2 separate regions of the Zea mays genome follow, and region 1 is linked to region 2. A link is a contact called in public Hi-C data. All regions are on one chromosome and are shown on one strand. Each heading gives the region's core, a stretch centred on a gene start, on an enhancer-like site or on the middle of the called end of the contact. The rest is flanking DNA. Distances are from core to core; before and after follow the strand shown.

Evidence for each region. A called contact is a pair of places that touch in the nucleus more often than the background predicts.
Region 1: a contact with region 2 is called in a Hi-C map of leaf, with 5 times the contacts expected there. The contact joins the enhancer-like site here to the promoter of LOC100192649 in region 2. A contact is called at or near these places in 3 of 25 Hi-C or Micro-C datasets (leaf and tassel).

What each region holds. Positions count from the first base shown.
Region 1 is chr1:225,209,687-225,215,907 of Zm-B73-REFERENCE-NAM-5.0, reverse strand. It overlaps LOC100281086 (phototropin-1), which reads left to right. Exons shown (of 22, transcript NM_001367345.1): 19 at 1,284-1,396; 20 at 1,577-1,717; 21 at 1,806-1,915; 22 at 2,682-2,958. The coding sequence ends at 1,904. Among protein-coding and RNA genes, the nearest start is that of LOC100281086, 33 kb to the left of the region's middle. Within about 2 kb of position 3,192, at least 2 of the 20 cell types and tissues checked have an H3K27ac peak or open chromatin away from gene starts, as enhancers often do. A contact at or near this core is called in leaf, where this site is marked.
Region 2 is chr1:225,110,696-225,116,795 of Zm-B73-REFERENCE-NAM-5.0, reverse strand. LOC100192649 reads left to right here and starts at 4,574. Exons shown (of 7, transcript NM_001137861.1): 1 at 4,574-4,717; 2 at 5,601-5,669; 3 at 5,763-5,824; 4 at 5,914-6,003; 5 at 6,080-6,100. The coding sequence starts at 5,603.

The DNA.
Region 1 (6,221 bases), core at 1,943-4,442, 100 kb before region 2:
CAGACGAGGCGGACGACGGCGCGCAGATCCGGCGGACGACCCAGCGGATGGCCGAGGACGGCGCGCGGGACGGCGCGCAAACGGCGGCGGACGAGGCGGACTGAGGCGGCGGACGCGCAGACGGACGGGGAAGGGGAGGGCCGCGACGGCGGATGGCGTGCGGACGGGGCAGGGGAGGGCCGCGACGGCGGCCGGGCAGGGAAGCCGCGACGGCGGCAGGAAAAAAAACCCTAATCTAAACCTCCTCTGATACCATGTTACTAACCTGAGAATTGATAGATCATTACCCAGTCCCTAAGGACTATTATATACATATAGATAGTGGGCCAGGCCTAATGGGCCTTAACATTTATAACTCTTGAAATACTGCAACAAGATATTTTAGCTAACAAGGATGCTAGACCCCTTGGGCGCCAAATGCGCACTTATATAAAAACCCCTAAGATGTGGTTCTAATCACCAATCCAAAAAAATGTATACAAATGGTAGAAATGAACTAGTATCGACATAGTTGTGTTATATAGTTAAAATCAAAATGCCTGTGTCTTTGACGGTCTTTCTCCCTGTCTAAATATAGCCATCCAGAGGACCAAGGAAGAGAGAGATCTGTGGGTGTTAGGAGGGGCTACAAACTTAGATCTCCTAACAGCCCCAATCCTAGGTCTTTAGATCAGAGTAGTTCCTAGCTTTTTCCTTCCTTATGGATGTCTTTTTGTTTCTCTGTTTTCGGCCACCGTAATGGGGTTTTTTTGTGTCTCCCTATACTAATCCGTTTTCGATCTTTTTTCCCTCTCTTCTTAATGAAATGATGTGCATGTCTCTTGCGAGTTCGAGAGAAAAAATCAGTCTCAGATGAAAGAACCGAGGATTACAGCATGTGTGGCCACCACTGTTTTTAAGTCATCCGATTAATCGCGATTAATCATACAAGTCGGTTTGGACCAATCACGATTAATCACCCTAGTCATCCGACTAATCGCCTTAGTCGGTCAGCCAAAACGACCAGCAAGTCGTCCGACTTGAAAACAATGGTGGCCACCATAATACAAGTCTAGGGAACATAATATGTACATCAAGTTAGTTAGTTCTAAGGTATAAATATATATGCTAACTTCAATTTAGCTTGATCCTTGTAATCTATATAGTTCCGCAATAGGAATGTGCAAGTAAAGAGATCTATATCAAGTAATCCCAATTGCGAATTCCTTGTCAAGAGATCTTATATAGCATTCCAGGTTGATACTGTCTTTGAGGTTCTCACACCCTTCTTCCCCATGATATAGGAATTCTCTTGTATGAAATGTTGTATGGACGTACACCTTTTCGAGGAAAGAACAGGAAAAGGACATTTCATAATATCCTGCACAAAGACCTTACATTTCCAAGTAGCATTCCGGTAAGAAATTTCATCCTTATTTTTGTTACCTACAATTGCATGTAAATCTGGTCAAATTTGCCTGTGTTTGTGCAGTTAACATTTGATGGTATAGAAATAAGTTTTGAAACTATCTACAATGTTTTGTACCACATACAACGTTGTTTATTCTGTTCACCTATTAACAAATGTTTACTCCAGGTTAGTCCTGCGGCTAAGCAATTAATCCATGGATTGCTACAGAGAGATCCCTCTTCTCGACTTGGTTCAAGTGCTGCTGCAAACGATATCAAGCAACATCCCTTTTTTGAAGATATACACTGGCCACTCATCCGTTGCATGGTGATCTGGAAATTGAGCCTTTGAAGAATATCTTGGGTAGTAATTGCTTGGCACATCACTAATAAAGAACATAACTTTGCATGTGCAGGAGCCCCCAGAGCTTGATGTTCCACTGAAACTAACTCGGAAGGAACCTGAACAAAAAGTGAAGCCTGAGGAGGATATATACTCATGTTCAGATTATTGAGACATTTTAAGGTGACCCTCAGCATTTTATTGAAGAACTTGTTGTGTGATTTGAATCTGCTATTATATACTACCATTTTTTATCGAAACAAAAGATGAGCAAATACTTCATACGATCAAATTCTTCAATTACTTTTGTGCTGATCGAAAGTCACTAAACATTATGTTATGTACACACAATGACACAAGATTGTAAAAGCAATCAAGCACGTGAATATGAGTATGTAAGTACACATATGGTACAAAAAATTGTCCGACCAGGGAAAAGAATAATGGCTTCAGATAGCTCCATGTTTAGGGTGTGTTTGTTTCCCTCCTATATTATATAAGTTGAATTATAGTGAAAGTGTAGAAGGGTAAAATATCACTTTGTAACAAAAAAAAAAAGCTAGCATTAGGTAGTTTATTTTAGCTTATTTATAATCTCAAAGTGATATTTTACTCTCTTACCCTTCCACCATAATCTAGCTTATAAAATCTAGGAGAAAAACAAACATGGCCTTAAACCTGTATCACCCATTGATACCTTTTGTCTTTTTCTGTAAGAAAGGGTGGTGCTTTATAGATTTCTCAGGAACATGATTACATTTGTTTTCAAGAAACTCTTGAATACAGGTTGGTGCTTATGCCTACCATAGAGTGCCTTACCTTACTATTAGTAATAGAATTTTAAAAGGTTGAATGAAATTATAAAAGATGGCAGTCAGCCTAAGAAACTGTAAAAGTAAGTCAAGCAGAGTATTATTTTTACTAAGGTTTGCCATGTTACATTTTGCAGGGCAGGTTGTACGATCCCCCCTCCCGACCCCGTGCATGACTTTCAGCCTGAAGAGATTTTATATTACCGAGTGGAAATAACGTTGCTGAGCATGTACATAGTAATAAAAGAGGTTTATAGGCATGCAAGATTTCCAGCCTGAATTGCACAAGAGGTCGTTGTAAGTCATTCTTTTGGTTAGGTTAAGTGAATAATCCATCAACAGGATAAAGTTCTTGTAAATGTACACTTTCTTTGGCATATATAATAAAAATCTTACTAATTTCCGTTGGTCAAAGGTCTACGCAAATTAGGCTTTGCCCACAAAAATATAGTTAATTTTTATCGATATTTGGCTTTTGCAAATTAAACGATGATAATTAGCTAATATTCACGGGCTACCGATTGAAATTAGCTAATTTCCGTTTCGTATGGCTCACAAAAATTAGCTGATTTATGTTGGTCTAATATAGCCCACAAAAATTGCTTTCTGTCGAACACTAAAGTCAGCAACACATGGTCACCCATCTCACTTTTTGGGCGCGTAAGATCCAAGGTTGTCGGGCCACATGGTCACCACCCTAAGTTAGGGAGTCATTAGAGGCGTAAATGGTATGGATATTATTTAAGCATCCGACCATTCGAACAGGTTAATTATGTGACCGGACAATTTTTTGGGTATCCACAACATATTTGGATTTCAAATTTAGATCCGCATAGTATAGTTCGGATATTGATATGGATATGAGATGCCTGATATCCGTCGGATTTCAGATATCTAGATTTCGGATATTCGGATATCTACTCGATAGTTGTATGCATTTTAATAATTTTCTAAAAAATCAATAATACATAAATAGCCTTAGAAATTAATGAAATTTTATGGAGGCGCAACATATTCTGGAAAAGGTCTCAACTCGCTTGCGGCCTTGGGAGCATGAACAATGTGGAGGCTTCGAAATAGTTGTGTTTTTGATGGTTGTACTCCTAGTTTAGATTTTTCCCTTAGGTTAGCTAGGGAGGAGAGGCAGTCTTGGGAAATGGCCGGGGCTAAAGGTCTTTCATACCTTGCTGCCCTAATTCTTGAAGACTAGGGAGTTGCTGGGTGAGTTTGATGGATTTTTTCAGTTTCCTATGTTTTTGGCCTCCCTAAGAAGGCCTTGTACTCTGTTTCAGGTCTTTTTGACCTAGGCTTATCATTCATCTTTCATGACTTGGTGGGAGCAAATCTCAGGGATGGTCACTGGTCTTCCTGGAAAAGGTCTCAACTCGCTTGCGGCCTTGGGAGCATGGACAATGTGGAAGCTTCAAAATAGTTGTGTTTTTGATGGTTGTACTCCTAGTTTAGATTTGTCCCTTAGGTTAGCTAGGGAGGAGAGGCAGTCTTGGGAAATGACTGGGGCTAAAGGTCTTTCATACCTTGCTGCCCTAATTCCTGAAGACTATGGAGTTGTTGGGTGAGTTTGATGGATTTTTTCAGTTTCCTGTGTTTTTGGCCTCCCTAAGGGCCTTGTACTCTGTTTCAGATCTCTTTGACCTGGGCTTATTTCTTCTCCTGCGTTTTTTCAAAAAAAAATACTAAAAAGTGTTTGGACCATAAAATCCATAATATACCATCATTTTTACTTCCACTTGTTGTATGAGTTACATGTGAAATTACTCTAAGTATTTAAGTTCCAACATAATCAATACTTCACTTTATCATTTTTATGTGGGAACTTGAGGTTATCTTATTATAGAATGTTTATTAATCTTGGTAACTTATTTATATTTTTGGTCGACACTAGAATATTTTATGAAATAAATTGTTTTTATGATTTTTTGTAGAAATAAATTAATAACACACAAACAGCCTTAGAAATTCATGAAGTTTTACAGAGGTGCTACATATGTCCAAATATAATCTAAAAACGCTTGGACCATAAAATATACAAGATGTCAATGTTTCTTCAATTGAACTTCTACTTGTTGCATGAGCTACACATGAAATCTTTAGAGTATCTAAGTTTTAGCATAATCAACACTTCGCTTTATCATTTTCATGTTGGGACTTGAGGTTATCTTCTTATAGAATATTTATTAATCTTGGTAACTTATTTGCAATTTACAGTCGACACTAAAATATTTTATGACTTTAATTAAATTTTGATGATTTTCTGTAGAAAGAAATTAATAATACACAAATAGCCTAAAATTCATAAAATTTTGTAGAGGCACAACATATGTCCACATATAATCCTATAAATGTTTGGACTCAAGGGGTGGCTAAATGATTACAACAACCGTGATATGTGTGAAATGATGTCTTACACGGTATCCGATAAAAATCCATTACAGACCTTATTCGTGTCCGACTAGTTCTGTATTCGACACATGATTATTCGTATTTGCATCCTAAAACATCCGTATTTATATTTGTATCCGATGCTATCGTATTAAAATTCGAATCCGAATAAAATTATGAAAATAAATATGGTTTCAGTAATATCCGTTTGTATTCTATCCAATTACACCCATAGAAGCCAGTGTTGATAGATATTGCCCACATGCTTACTCTTTCTTGACGTGGAGACGACTTTCTAGGAGGTGCTAGGTGGTCGCGTGCTCGATTTACCTTCGGAGCTATTGGTGTGTTGCCTTTACCTAGGGACTTGCTAGCCCTAGATTCGCTTGCAACATTACTGTAGCGGTGGCGATATTTCGGTGAGCTTGCGAACACAAGATTGATTTATCCCTTGTGGTTTGGGTTGATGATAAGTGATAATCAATAGGGAGTGTCTCGGGTTGAGTAATGGACTAACCGAGACGTGAGTTATGTGTTGTGTAACCATATTTGTCGGCTTGTGATGTGCAGGTGTGGAACACAGGGACTATGGTCGATGACAAAGGTGAAGGTCATGGTGGCTGACACCTAGGACACACGTTGAAGGACGAGCGTTGGGACTTGGCTGAGGGACTAGAGTCGCTGGGTGACTAGCCGTGGTGGCTGACACCTAGGACACGCACTCGCGCGAGGATGCAGCGGTGCGGGCGGTGTTGCCGGCGTGGTCTAGGGCTGGCGGGACACGTGTCTAGGACGTGGGGGACGCGCACGCGGTGCGATACTCACGGTGGTTTGTTGGTTGATCCTCGAAAAACCACCTAGGGTTACGGACGGTGTGTTTTCGACCGAGTTTGGCCACAAAACTCGACGGTGGCATTTCCAACAGGAATCGAAGGCCGCATGTGGTGTCATCACGGAGGGTGCGTCGAGGCGAAGCAACTTTGTGTGGACCATGTGGCTGTCAGATAAAAACTTCAGGAGTTGGTCCATTTCGCCCTCGGCTAAGTGGATAAGCTCTATGTATCTAGGGGTAGTTTAGGAAGTAGTATTAACCCTCTATAATATAAGGGTGGGCTGATTGTTTCAGCATCTCTTTTGGCTATCTCATTAGGCTAGTTTCATTTAGCACGTAGAAACTCTAGCTCCATCCCCTAGTGTAGCCGAGATCCACAGATGTTTTGAACTAGCGTCTATGTTTGTAATCTTTACTGCTCTATTCAAAGGAAGGGTGTCCGGAT
Region 2 (6,100 bases), core at 3,325-5,824:
TAGCAAGCTTGTGGAGGACCAGATCATCAAAGCATATAAGCTTCTAGATGAGAAGTGGTCACCCAAGTTTTGTTGATGAAGCACCAGAAGACTAATCAAGGAAGGAATCCATGTGGGAGTTCGCAAGAGGAAGGTTTGCGCGTTGGCATCGTTGCTTCTTCAATAAGCTAGCTGCCAAGCGAAAGCTAGAAGCCTGAAGATGATCTTTGAGTAGCCAGAATCAGCGTTACCAATCGGCAACCAGATGCTCCTGAAAGACCAGATTTTGTTGAAGTTCCATCTCCTCGAAGAGTCTGCAAAATGAAGATATGTAGCTGAAGTAAAGCTATACCCATAACCCTTCTAAGCCGAATCTCGAGGACGAGATTCCTTTTAAGTGGGGTAGATTTGTAGCATCCCAAAAATTCAAATCCTGAAATTTTCTCAAACTCGCCCTAAATTCAAAATGAATTTCAAATTTTGTTTCAAAATGTTTGTTTGCAAGTTGATATCAACAAGTAAAATATAGTGGTCTATATTCTCTCTAAAATCCTCCTCAAAATATACTACAAATATTTCCCCAGTGATCACCCTCAAACTCTTTCAGAAATACTGCCCAAATATTGCACTGATATATCTCCAAGTATTTTCTTCCTGAGAAATACCTTCAGAATCATTTTTGAAGTCCCTACAAATATTTTCTTCATAACTTTCCTCATGCTCATACGTATACGTATGCCTCCAGTGTCATACGGTGAGCTCTACAAGCTAATTACACTCATATAAGACAAATCCATGCTAATCTCCCACTAATCCTCTCATCCTCCCACTAATCCTCTCATCCCTCCCCCTAATCCCCCCACCATGACTATAAATAGAGGGGCAAGGGCCTCCTCTCATCCCACCCCAAGCCATCTCATGGCAACTCTCTCCCCCCCCACACCCACTCCATGTTCCACACAAGCACACACTAGCACAAGGATCGTTCGGTCGTTCTTCGATCGTTCGTCCCCCTGTTCTCAGTTTGTTCGTTCGTTCATCCGATCGTTCGATCGTTCGTCCGATCGTTCATGGTTCGTTCGTCCGATCGTTCGATCTTTCGTTCGTTCGTTCGTCCAAATAATCTTTTTCCTGCCGTTATGCTGCCGAAATTCCGATCATTCGTTCGTCTGATCGTTTGATCGTTCGTCCGATCGTTCATGGTTCGTTCGTCCGTTCGTCCGATCGTTCGATCGTTCGTCCGTTCGTTCGTCCAAATAATCTTTTTCCTGCCGTTATGCTGCCGAAATTCCGATCGTTCGTTCGTTCGATCATTCGATCGTTCATCGTTCGTTCATAGTTCCTATCCATCGTTCATCGTTCGTTCATACGAACTATTCACCATCACTATTTACCGTTACTATTTACCGTTACTTTTACCGTTACTATTTACCGTTACTATTTACCGTTACATTTTATCGTTACTTTTTACCGTTACTATTCACCGTTACTTTTTACCGTTACTTTTTACCGTTACTTTTTACCGTTACTATTTACTGTTACTTTTTACCGTTACTATTTACCGTTACTTTTTACCGGTACTTTTTACCGGTACTATTTACCGTTACTTTTTACAGTTACTTTTTACCGTTACTATTTACCGTTACTTTTTACCGTTACTTTTCACCGTTACTATTCATCGATCATCCGATCACCCCAAATTTCAACTACTCATCCATCATGCTGTCCAGTCCACCTAAGACCAGCCAGACCCATATTCCAGTTATACAAACTCCGGTGACTGTGATTTTCCTTACAGTGGGAACTTCCCATCTGGTCACCCATCCTAGGTTTCTCCAAGTTGAGCACGCTTAACTTGAGATTCCTTCGAACCAGGCTTCCAAACTCAGATTCCAATAATTCTCGTTTCTAAATTCTTACCGAATTATTCCCTATCCAACCATGTCATCCCATAAGCATGGTTCATAATCCAGAAAACTCCTAAAATACTCTTATCCCATATTCTGCCTATAATCTCTCTGTTCAGACTAAGTCAGACGATTCATTCGTCACTATTCTCACCAACAATGAACTTCATTGTGCTACACCACATACACCCAGCTACCCTCTCCCTCTCCACACACACTCAACACCATCAGCCAAGGCAAACGCCCACCCACTCAGTTACTCCGCTCTACCGGCTACACGCATAGTGTCGCTTCGCCTCCAGTCCACCCTCCTGGTAAGCACCTCCGCTCCACCACTAGTAGTATCTCAACACCACATGACACAGATTCTACTCAAGACTCTACCCATCCATATATCTCTATTCTGACCACTATACTAAATATTTGTTGGTATACTTGCTTGTTTGTATGTTTGCTTGTTCATGTTGCATAGTTATCGGAGCGTTCGTACTGTCTCGTGGAGGCCAGATCTGCAAGTCTACGCCAGGCAGTGGAGCTAGAAGCCAGTTCCGCGAGCTCCCCTTCCCCCTTCGCCGAATAAGCACGACAAGCTCACTGGATCCCTTTGATGCATAAATTACCTATGATTTTCAACCACAACCCTCAGCCTGTTATTTTATGCATGATATGATTTTGAGACAAGTTATTATGGCCACCCAAGCCGCTTGCCGCAATCAATCCCTGATATATATGTTCCAAATGATTTGAGAAAAGGTGTGAGTTTTCAAAAGAAAATGCTTTTCAAAATGTGTATGATGAAGGGTTTTCACCCTTATCACCTTGTGAGTAGGATAATCAGGGACTCCCTGGTTTAGGAGAGGGCTAAGGTGTTGGCTCAGCTGGTTTAGGCGTGAGCAGAAGGATTGTCCCCTCATATAAGGACCGATTTGTCATCTTTCACTACCTGTACTCACGATAAGTACAACCACTCGAGACTGTGTGGGCAGTCACTCAATCTGAACTCGTACGGTCCAACCCTAGGGTTATGAAGGCTGGGGAGCACCGGGAGGATAAGGAGGGGGAATGTTTTGTCCGGTTTGGACATGGCGGTGGCCTGACTCCTTCCGGTATAACCGTTAAGGTTAGGACGTGCGAGAAAAGAAAGAGATTCGGATTCGGGTCTCACTAGCTATGAGATCACAGAGCCGGACTAGTGGGTAAAGTGTACACCTCTGCGTAGAGTTTGAAAACCTATTCGAATAGTCCGTGTCCACAGGAATGGACGAGTCTGGTATGGTATGACAATTAATGTTTTGTTTTCGAAAAAAGGTGCGTTTGAGATAAATGGTTTTTAAAAGGTCCGGCGGTTGAGCCGTGAGCTATGGTGGACGGGAAGTCCAGTGGCTGTTTTTGAAAAGGAAAACCAGTGGGAAACTGCTGAGATACCTGGATGGTTTAGTCCAGGGGATTTTGTTATAATACTGAAAAACTTCCTGCTCCTTTTGGAGAGGATGCGCTTTGCAAAATACAAAATGTTTTTCAAAACAACCCTGTATAAAATATTGCTGTTTCTGCAAAATATCCTGAGCTCCACATATTCCATGCATTATATCTGATTTCCCCATTCCGCGAGTGAAGGTGGGCTGCTGAGTATGTTTGTACTCACCCTTGCTTATTTATTTTTTTTCAGAAAAAGGAGATCGGGTAAGAGTTACGCCTGTTCCTAACCTTGCCTGTGGCTGTTGGACCGCTGATTTGCTTCACTGCGTATATCGGGCTGCTTCAGCCCCACTCTGATGATATGTCCTGAGTTGTGGATCAACTCTTAAAGTTGTTCGCCACCTTTATAGGTTTGTATCGTTTAAGCAGATCTGTAACCATCTGATGTATAAATGTGTTTACTAGCCTTCTGAGACTAGTAATTGTATCACATTTGAGTCCCAGAGGATTGGGGACGCTTCAACTCTACTATATGCTTTCTCTTTCTTTGTGTCATGATGTGATAGATGGTGCTTTCTTTGCTATCTGTTTTTTTTTCTGGTACCAGGTTTTATTATGATACTGTATGTGATGTAGATCTGTAATGTTTTAACTTTTGCCATTCTCCGCCGACTCTCATGACACATGTAGACAATGCAGATGTTGATTCTGCGCCACTTGCGTTGGATACTACGAATAAAATTTCATGGACCGAAAATAGAATCATATGTGTTGTGGGTTGTTGAGATTTTACATGTCATTATCTGTATTTGAAGAGTTTGTTATATATATTCTCTCACTAGAAATTTATCTATATTTTTTAGAGCCCTCAATATTTTATACTATCTCCGTTTTTAATATATAACGAGTGGTTAAAACTTTAAAAAACGTCAACGACATCATTTATTTAAGAAAGGAAGTAGTATTTAGCTAGGATTTATAAGGTGCTTTTAGGTAGAGAATCCAAATCCAAACCTCACCGGCCGCGACGCGGCCCGCAGCCACGGCCTTCCGTAATGTCATAACTCCCCTTCTCGAGTCCATCTCCAACCTCATCCCTCCCACCCCAATAATACATCCAGCCGGCGCCATCAGGCCCGGCAACGCGCAAGCGGGGCTGACCATCGAACCCTAGTCCCCGGCCGAGCCGCCCTCCGCCGAGCCTTGCGGCCGCTCTGCGTCATCCCTCTTAGTCTCCCTCCGTTCGACACGGCTTGGATCCGGTAAGTCTTCCTTCCCGTACGTCTCTCTCCCTTTCTCGAGTTGACGAGCCCTCGACGGCGCCTACCCGCTTGGTCCTTGCAATCTATTGCGTGTCTGCTTTCGGTCTAGGGTCGCGGAGACAGGGGAATCGATTGTGAAAGGTGGAACTGGTGCGTTTCGCGCTGTTGGCGTTGGTGGTGTTTTCTCGTAGTCAAATCTCTGTGCCTTGGTTTTGGCATGATGATTACCTTCCTCGGATGGTGTAATTTTACAGGACAGGTTCCTCCTGTTTCGTCTGGTTCTCTGTGTCATTACTGATTGTTGATCTAATAGGGATATCTTGGCTCTTCCAGAGCAAGACACCTGCGGGTTTTTTTTTGTGTGAATCAACTTGTTTCTTTTGATATTTTGTGATTGTTTATTCAATCTTAAGTTGCGTTGGCAGCAGGTGTAGAATGAATAACTATGCCTGTATATCTCATTGTTTGAATCACATATTAGTTCTTCAGTCTTAGCAAGCGTGTTTTGTCATGCAAACTCGTTGGTGCCACCTAATGTTGTTTATGGCAAGAAGGGGCTATTTTTAGGCTAAAGAACTATCAAGCGGGCAACGAGTAACTAGAAGCTAGGTTGCGTGTGGTTTTGCTGTTGTTATAATTAGGTTAGTTTGGTTTGCTCCCAAACTGCATTAGTCTTTTTTTCTGAGCATAGTTGTTTAGATTTGGACATAATGGATTCCAGCCTGTTTCCTTCAGGTCATGGTTGTATTGGTACATATAATTACTGTAGCTATTTTTGCTCATAAAACAGTGTAATGTTGTCCTTTTGCAACTTTTTAGTTGGAAGTAGTAGATTTCTTTGTCTTATCTGTCTGGGGCTTAACATACTTTATTTAACATCTTGCAAGCTTGAATTTAGTGGTCCTCCGTCCTCAAGTTGGGGCTTTATATACTTCATTTAGCTTCTTGCAAGCTTGAATTTACTGCTATCTTTGTAGTTTCTGCAAAGAATAGGGTTTTCTTCTTACTCTAATTATACTATCTATTCATATAGAGATGGAATCACCGCCCCTCACAGCTGAAGCAATTGCTTATACAGAGAAAAAGATGGACATGGCTTTGGGTATGCTATTTGACCAATTTTTTTGGTTTAATAGGATGCTAATTGATATTTTATTGTTGATTTAACTCATGTATTGTTTCTGTGTTTACTCAGAGGATATAATTAAAATGTCAAAGAAAAAGAATCCTGGAGGCAAGAAACCCCCGAGGCAGCCGGTAAACATATTATCTCGATGTACTCAATGTTGCATTTGTGAACTCCCTGTGGAAGTTTGTTAGTTACGCCTTTCATTTCATTTTAACAGATAAAAAAGCATCCATTCCAGAATGGCAACTCTAATAAAGGGAATGGCAAGGTTCAAAGTTTTATGGAGTCTAGATCAACCATTAGACAAGTATGTTCAATGACATTTAAATTGTTTTTTGCATCTTATGTCATGTTAAGTTTCTAACGTTCTCTTTCATGCTTAGGGTGTTCTTGCACAGAGAAGG